2 separate regions of the Ovis aries genome follow, and region 1 is linked to region 2. The links are chromatin contacts, called in public Hi-C maps. All regions are on one chromosome and are shown on one strand. Each heading gives the region's core, a stretch centred on a gene start, on an enhancer-like site or on the middle of the called end of the contact. The rest is flanking DNA. Distances are from core to core; before and after follow the strand shown.

Region 1 (3,834 bases), core at 1,137-3,636, 170 kb after region 2:
GGAAATAAGTTATTATAGGCTAGTTGAGATTTATCATTTACTCTGGGAATCCTACTGTGAAATCGTCTATATATTATTATGAGCAGTTCACATAGAGTAGAAACGTGGACTCTGCCATGTGCTTTCTCAGCCTTCCCTCATATCCACTGACCATCATTTCTCCACCGATGCTAGAATATTGTTATGCCGTAAGAATGACTCATTTTTAAAGAACGTACTCTGAAAATAACTTAAAAACAGAAAGTGAGGAACTTGTCGTTTACCCAGTTTTTCCTTTGCTGGATAGGAAAGAATAAAAAGGCATGGTAAGCTGGGATGGGATTTTCCTTTGGGCTTTTATCATGAACACCCTGAAGCTTTGGGGTGCGAGGAGTCTGTCTCTCCAGCGGTTAGTACAGAGGCTTCAGTCCTTTTTGGTAACATCTGTAATTGCTGGGGAAAAGTTTACTGAACATGAAAAGGTTATGTGGATGCTAAGTATTTTTCCAGAAAAGTCAATTTCATACTTCCTAATGGCTCTGCCTCCTGTGCTTATATCATCAAAAGAAAAAAAAAAAAAAACTTTAAAAAGTGATCCAGAATTCTATTTTAACCTGGTGTCCAGCACCTTTAAACTTCTTGGTTTATCAGTGTGTGTTGCACTAATTCTAAACTTTGGAGGCGTTTCAGTGTTGTAACGGCCCACTGCCACTGTAAAGGTTCTGGAATTGCCCATTTGTCTCTAGAGATGGAATTAAACCAAATAAAGTGCTTCCATTGGAAGGCTTATATTGACCTTGTAACTATATGTTAATCCTCTAAATGTTAAATAAAAGTGTAACTTCTGGCACAGTATCACGGGACTGCTTTGTTGCACAAAGAGGTGACCCCAGTCTTGGAAGCAATCAGAGTCCCCTGGGCTGGAGGCTGAGCTCCGATCAGGTCATTGATTTACGGTGTAAACTGGACATAAGTCCTGGCGCCATCTGCCTGGAGAGGGGCTTCAGACCCAGCCAGCTCGAAATTCCACCCTGGCCCACCGGGGAAAGCTGTCAGAGACCTTGGTGATGCAGGATTCAGGTTGACTCAGTGCAGGGTTCTGGGGAAGCTCCTTCAGTCTGGGACATTTTTCATGCGTGCAAATTTGGCTAGCAGCTGCGCTGGGATTTCGAGGACCCTACCTTCTGTGGGGGGCTGGAGGGAGCTGTGAAATTGCAGCAGGGTTGCATTTCATTCGTGGTCTGGTGTCACGAGTGCTCAAGCCCACCCTCTTCTTGGCAGCTTGGCTGGAATAATCACTGGCTTATGTGAAGCTGAGGACAGCCTGCCGCCTTTAAGGGCGAGGGCCTTGTGCCTGTGCTGGCCGGCCCTTTCCATACCCAGCGCTGACAGTCTCACCCCGGGTTTTGTGAAGGGGAGTCTGGTTCATGCCCAGACCTCTTTGTTTCTTAAGGCTCTTTAGAGCCAAGGTAGGAAAACAGTTGGTGAGGGAGTGAAATATTAAGTGAGCAGGGCGCCCTAGCTAATGCCAAGTGCCACTCACTTGCTGAGGGGGTGGGAGGGGAGGCCACCAATGAGACGCCAGGCCTCACTGTGGCCTCGGCTCCTCCTACGGACATTGCCAAGTTCTCAGCAAAGCCTGATGTCTTCTCTGCTGGGGAGGATGGTGTCAGAGAGCCAAGGCAGGGTTCTCGGGCAAGAGACGGGGTGGTCAAGGGAACAAGGCGGCCTATGACTGTCCTGCCGAGGCAGGTCCAGGTTGTCAGTAAAGGGCTAGTATGGGAAGAATGTTGCCAGTACGTTCTTTCTGAGCTTTTCTCATATTTGGGGAATAGTCTCTAACAGTCTGTAAGAGGCAGAATGTCTCCACCTGTCTCACTTAGAACCGCCCTCTCCACCCCGCCCCCCCCCCCACACCACCCCCACCGGCCGGCCGGACCGGCGAGCACCGAGGAGCTGGGAGCTGGGTCAGCCTGGGGCGCGTGTCGCCACCTCTCTGGCCTCCGGTTCCGGGGTAGTGGGGTGAGGACAGGAGGCCGGCAAGAAAGCACTCGGTCGACGCCACAGCTACAGCTTAGATGTCAGTTCTGACCGGGAGCTCACTCCCGTCTCCGTGATGGTGTTATTCTGATTCTTGGGCAGAATTCAGGGCTGGGAGCTCTGTGACCTCACCCCGCTCGCAGGTCTGAAACACTGAACCGTCCAGCTCGGCCCATCTTTATACAGCTACTTGGTTCAAGTATTTGGGGAAGTGACACTTGAACCTTCTGCGACCCACCTCCCGCCCCTGCGGGGTCGGAAACCAGGGGCGGTGACGCAGTAGGAGCGGCGGACCGTTGGTTTCCTGGTGCGCTCCCGAAGGCAGCCTCGGTAGCGCAGAAAGTCCTGACTCAGACTCGTCGGTCAGGCTCCTCCGGTGGGTCCGGGAATCGCAGCATCCGCCCCGGCCAGGCCCCGCCCCGCTCCGTCTCTCCCCGCCCCCTGCGGCCGGCCCCGCCCCCGCCCGCCGATGCGCAGAGGCGCCCGCGCGACCCCTAGTGGCAGAGAAGCCTGCCTGCGAGGAGGGAAGGACGAGGGTCCCCAGGAGGGCGACCAGACCGGAAATGGGAGTGGGCAGAGGCAGGGGTGGGTGGTTCCAGGATGCCCTCCGTTTTAAAATTAAAGCGAAAGAGATCTCTGGATTGTGCGATCCACAGGACAGCAAAAAAAATGGGATGGTGCAGGTGTGAGTGAGGGAAGGAGCAGGAGGCCCGGATGGTGACCAACAGCAGGCCCAGCCGCCACGTGGGGATTAACGTCTCCTTGAGTCCTGGGCAGTAAGGAAGTCCAGACCCTGGCGCTGCCCACCTGGCCTACAGAGGGCCTCTCCTTCTCCTCTCTGGCTTCTGCTGGACTTTTCTGAGAAGGGGAGGCATAAGCCTTGTTGCAGCACCCTTTGAGACCCAGGATTAAAGTGCAAAGGCTGCAGAATGGCACTCAGCAGCCTCTTTGTGTCACGAGTCATTTCGCCACAGCTGCTCATGTTCAGACCTAACACTGTCTCTGTCCAGATGGTAGAACAAGTGGTGCTTACTTAAATGACCTCCCATGAGCTGGAGATGGGAGCAGAAACAGAACCGCCCCCACGTGGCTTTGTCCTCAGAGCCTGGGGGCCAAAAGCTGCAGGAGGACACGGGGATTTCATTTTCCTCTGTCGGCCCCGAAAGCAAAGGGGGTGGGGAGGATCCCCTGGGTGCTGCGGCATTCTGCCCCAGGAGCCTCATGACCTGCACGTGTGTACATCCTCCCACCATGCCAGGCCAAGAGCCCTGCCTGCGGTGCCGACTCTCCTGTCAGCCCTCATCTGGGCTGCATGCTGGTGTCTGGTCCAAAGACGGCCTGGAGGCTGCATCGGAACATACACATCCTGGGGGCAGCCTTCCTGGACACGCTTTGTCTAAAATGGGGATGGCTCTCTCTAAGAGCTTTTCCCAAAGACATTGATTCCTTCTGCGTCCTGTGCCTTTGCTATAACCAACAAGCCTCTCAACCGTGGACAGATACCGGTGTCATAGGGAAGAGAGCCAGACGGAGGAACAGTTCTGAAACACCACTTCCTTCCCCGAGGCTCTCAGGGACTCAAAGTGTGGTTGGGCAAGACTTGCAGGACAATTTACTATTCGCATGGAATTCCAACTAGCATAAAGGTAAGGAAACTACACTTTGGGGATAGCTGCACCTTACCAGTGGAGAAGGCGATGGCAGCCCACTCCAGTACTCTTGCCTGGAAAATCCCATGGACAGAGGAGCCTGGTAAGCTGCAGTCCATGGGGTCGCTAAGAGCGAGTTCAGTCACTTTTCACTTTCATGCACTGG
Region 2 (3,772 bases), core at 90-2,589:
GGATGGTCAAAGACCATGCCCCTCTCTGTCCCCTGAAGCTGGAACCTGCCAAACACACCAGGCCAGTGAGACACAGCACCCACCCCCCCCCACCTCCTCTGCGGGTACTAGTCCACCCTCAGGCTGCCAGGCATTCAATTCCTCTATCCCTTCCCGCCTCGCCCTAGGAGTTAACCTGAGACACACAAAACCATGACAGAGAAAAAGTTCTAAACCCTATGAAAGAAACCAAAGACTTGAGGAAGAGCGACAGGGGGACCTCCCCGACACAGCAGTTAAAAAATGGGGGACAGTGAGCATCAGAGAAGTAAACCAACAGAACAGACTAGCAAGCTTAAAGACAGATTTGTGCTTGTACGGAAGCTTAATATTTAAGGTGACACCAGGTCAGTGGGAAAAGAATAGACTGCTTAATACCTGGCACTGGAGGAGAAAAAAAACTCAGCTTAAACCTATATAATAAATGAGGAAAGCTGACCTCAGCTTCATGCTTGCCTATACCCCAGGGGGATTTGGCTGCTAAACAGAAAACAGACATTTTGTGATCTGGAGTAGGAATGGGCCTCTCAGGATCCACGAGGCACGACCCAGAAGACTACAATTACATGGCCTCGACTCCATTAACGTGAAAGATTTTCCCTCAACAATTCAGCTGGGAAAAGAAATAGGCAATGTCTTAAGGCATACGAGGGACTGAGATTCAAATGTGCACGGAACTCAAGCACAGCAACCAGGGACACACAGAACACCTGACGGAAGGATAATGCAAATACAGGCCGTCACGCGGGGAAGCCTGGGAGGCAGATGTAACTCTAGAAAGACACCAGAGAAAACGAGGCACCGACTCAGGCGTCAGTGCAGCACCTGCCCGCCCAGGCACCCCAGGAAGCAACCTAGCAGTGCTCGGTGAAACTAAAAGAGCACTCGCCCCATGCCCAGCTCGCCTCCTCCGGGAATGAACCTCAGAGGCTGCCCGAGCCGTCTGGGGACAAGCTAAGGGTCCACCATGAAGAGGGCGGGCAAGCGAAATGGGGCGCCCACCGGATGCCACAGAGGAGCTGAACAGCCATGAACTGGGTGCACACCAGCGATGTGCCTGCGTCTTAAAGAGGACGTTACCGAGTGGAACAAGGTACGAAAACAATACCTACAGACAGGACAGTTCATATGAATTAAAAATACATTCAATACCAGTAAACGTGATTTGTTTATCAAGATACACAAATACCCCAAACACAAACGAAACACATTTGGGCGGCTGGCCGTGGGTGGGAAGGAACGAGGGGACAGGAAGTCAAACAGGAGAGGGCCTTGCACAGAACGATAAGGAGGGCGGGTCCTGAGTGACGCACACCAGTTTCCGGGCTGGCTTCCTCCCTGGTTCTTTCCTGCTCCGGGGCCTACCTACTTGAAGGTCGAAAGGGAAGTCAAGGCCAGAGGAGTCTGTCCGTCCTCAATAGCCACGAGACTCAGCCAGGCTGCACAGCCGGCAAGGGCTGGGCTCACCCCCACGGCCTGGCCCCCTCCACCTGCAGCCTGGGGGACAGCGGCGCCGGCAGGTGAAGGCAGGCAAGAGTTCCAGCTCTGAGGGGGCAGCGACCAGGCTCATACACGGGCTCTACCCTGACCGCCCTCCTCCCACGAGGCCTCAGAAACCTCTGCTGAAAATGGCGCCGCCACACTCAGCGCCGGGCTGGGCGGAGAGCAGCTCCAAGCAGGCCAGGTGTCTGTGTTCCCTCCCCAGCTCCCCGTGCTCCAGGGCCATGACAGAACTCGCGGACGTGAGAGGCCACGATGGCACAGCAGACCAATGTGGGCCCAGGCCAGCTGTGCCCGGGACGCCAACCGTGGCTCTCACCTCCCCTCTCAAGGCCTCAACAAGCCAAGGGCCAAGTCTCTCGGCTCCCTCCAGCTCTAGGGCCTGCGAGTCTCTCCGAGAGCCCTAGAGTCACATCCATGACGTGACTCGAATCACCAACCCCACGTGGCTCAAGGCTCCTGGAAAAACATGGGGGGCGGGGTGGGTGGCAGAGGGCCAGAACAACACGTTTCTGGATCTACACTACACTTCAACAAGAAGTTTCAAATATGCTGTCCAAAGCAGGTTAGCCTCGTTTAACCACAGGTTTTAAACTGTCATCACAGTTTTATATAAAAGTGAACCAGTGACACTGACTGTTGCCTCGCTAAATAAAGGGAATTTAAAACACCACTGAACATCTGGCTAAACTATTTTGCATGTGTCTCATCTTTGCATAGCGCACTGATTTGCAAAGCCCTCTTGTACACAGCATTTCAGGGGAAATCACACAAGAAGTCTGAAGATCTAAGACTTTGAGAGGAAGGCAGATTAGGCAGATTATGACTGTTCCAGTTCTGCAGCTGAGGAAACAGAATTACAGAGTGAAGCCAGGTACACTTCAATCAGCAGCAACAACAGTCAGCGTTTACGTTTGAAAACCAGGTTTCTAACTCCTAGTTCTTACTTGTCTACTAAAGTTAAGAGCAAAACGTTCTTAAAAAAAAACAAAAAACAAAAAACCACCCTCCACCATCTTTTATGGCCTGAATTTGCAGGATTCTTTTTCTCTTGTTAATGGTTTCCCGATCTCTAGTCCAAACATGATTATGTAGAGTCCTTCACAAGCAAACAAGATGTTCTTTGCATCCAGTGGGTGTAAAAGATATACAACAAACAGGAAACAGCAAACTGCACCCAGCAGAGCCCAGTACTCGAGCGGAGCCATGTCCACTAGAAGACAGGCAGGCCTCCAGGGCTTAGAGGTCTCTACTTCTGGCCCACTGCTCCAGAGGAGGAGGCATCTGGTATTTGGGGTACTCATTTATTGTGTGAATTTAAATCTCTATTATGATACCATATTTCCATACCATCCTTTACACAGTTTATGGGCTTTATAACAAACACTATTCTTTAACTGAAAACTAGCATTTCATTTCCACTTTGGGGGAGGGACACAGAATTAATCACTAGTTCTCACTAGTGATTAATCACTCATATGCTGCTACTCCCCTCAAATACCAAGAAGAGGAAGTTAAAGCCTCGGGGGTTTCAGGAGAAAGGCCAAGAGTCAGGCAGGCAGGCTCTGAAGAGGTTTTCTCGAGCCTCTGGAGGGCAGTGTCAACCCCGGCTGGGCCTTCGGAGCTCGGCAGCAGCTCCATGCTCCCACCAGGCGCTGAACCACGGTCGCGCCTCTTGTCTTAAGAACAAACAGCCCCTGAACGTGACCAATGCATTCACTCTGAGTCCTGAGCTGGGGTGTGCTTGCTATGGAAAGTGAAGTCGCCCAGTCGCTCATTCACGTCCGACTCTGTGTGACCCCATGGACTCTAGCCTACCATGCTCCTCCGTCCATGGGATTTTCCAGGCGAGAGTACTGCAGTGGGTTGCCATTTCCTTCTCCAGACCTTGCTATGGAAACACTTTGCTTATACATTTTACTTCGACTGTATATTACTGAAATATTTGGATTTGCTTTTTAAACCAAGCATAGAAGTAAACAAACATCATTACATGCAAAGGCCTCCCACACTGTAAGGCTTCTGCAGAGTCCCCCTTGTTTCGGGGAAGGTGCCCTTTGAAGAGAACAGGACTGCTAGTGACAAGGTCTCTTGGTTCAGAAGACAGCAACAGGTGAAATTAAACAAACACATCCCCAAGCCCTGGGGGCTGAAGGGCTCAAGGTGATAATTTACCGTCGTTTTCGAAGGATGTGAATCCAGATGGTCCCAGAGAGAAAGAAGAAGAAGGCCA

Evidence for each region. Hi-C and Micro-C count contacts between places; a contact is called where the count stands out from the background.
Region 1: a contact with region 2 is called in a Hi-C map of blood, with 4 times the contacts expected there. The contact joins two enhancer-like sites. A contact is called at or near these places in 4 of 16 Hi-C or Micro-C datasets (blood, liver and tail adipose tissue).

The regions. Positions count from the first base shown.
Region 1 is chr3:6,639,860-6,643,693 of ARS-UI_Ramb_v3.0, forward strand. It overlaps a transcript of FNBP1 not described here. Among named protein-coding and RNA genes, the nearest start is that of USP20, 51 kb to the right of the region's middle. Within about 2 kb of position 2,387, at least 51 of the 54 cell types and tissues checked have an H3K27ac peak or open chromatin away from gene starts, as enhancers often do. A contact at or near this core is called in liver, where this site is marked.
Region 2 is chr3:6,471,387-6,475,158 of ARS-UI_Ramb_v3.0, forward strand. GPR107 (G protein-coupled receptor 107) reads right to left here. Exons shown (of 18, transcript XM_060411672.1): 9 at 3,715-3,772. Among named protein-coding and RNA genes, the nearest start is that of GPR107, 23 kb to the right of the region's middle. Within about 2 kb of position 1,340, at least 17 of the 54 cell types and tissues checked have an H3K27ac peak or open chromatin away from gene starts, as enhancers often do. A contact at or near this core is called in liver, where this site is marked.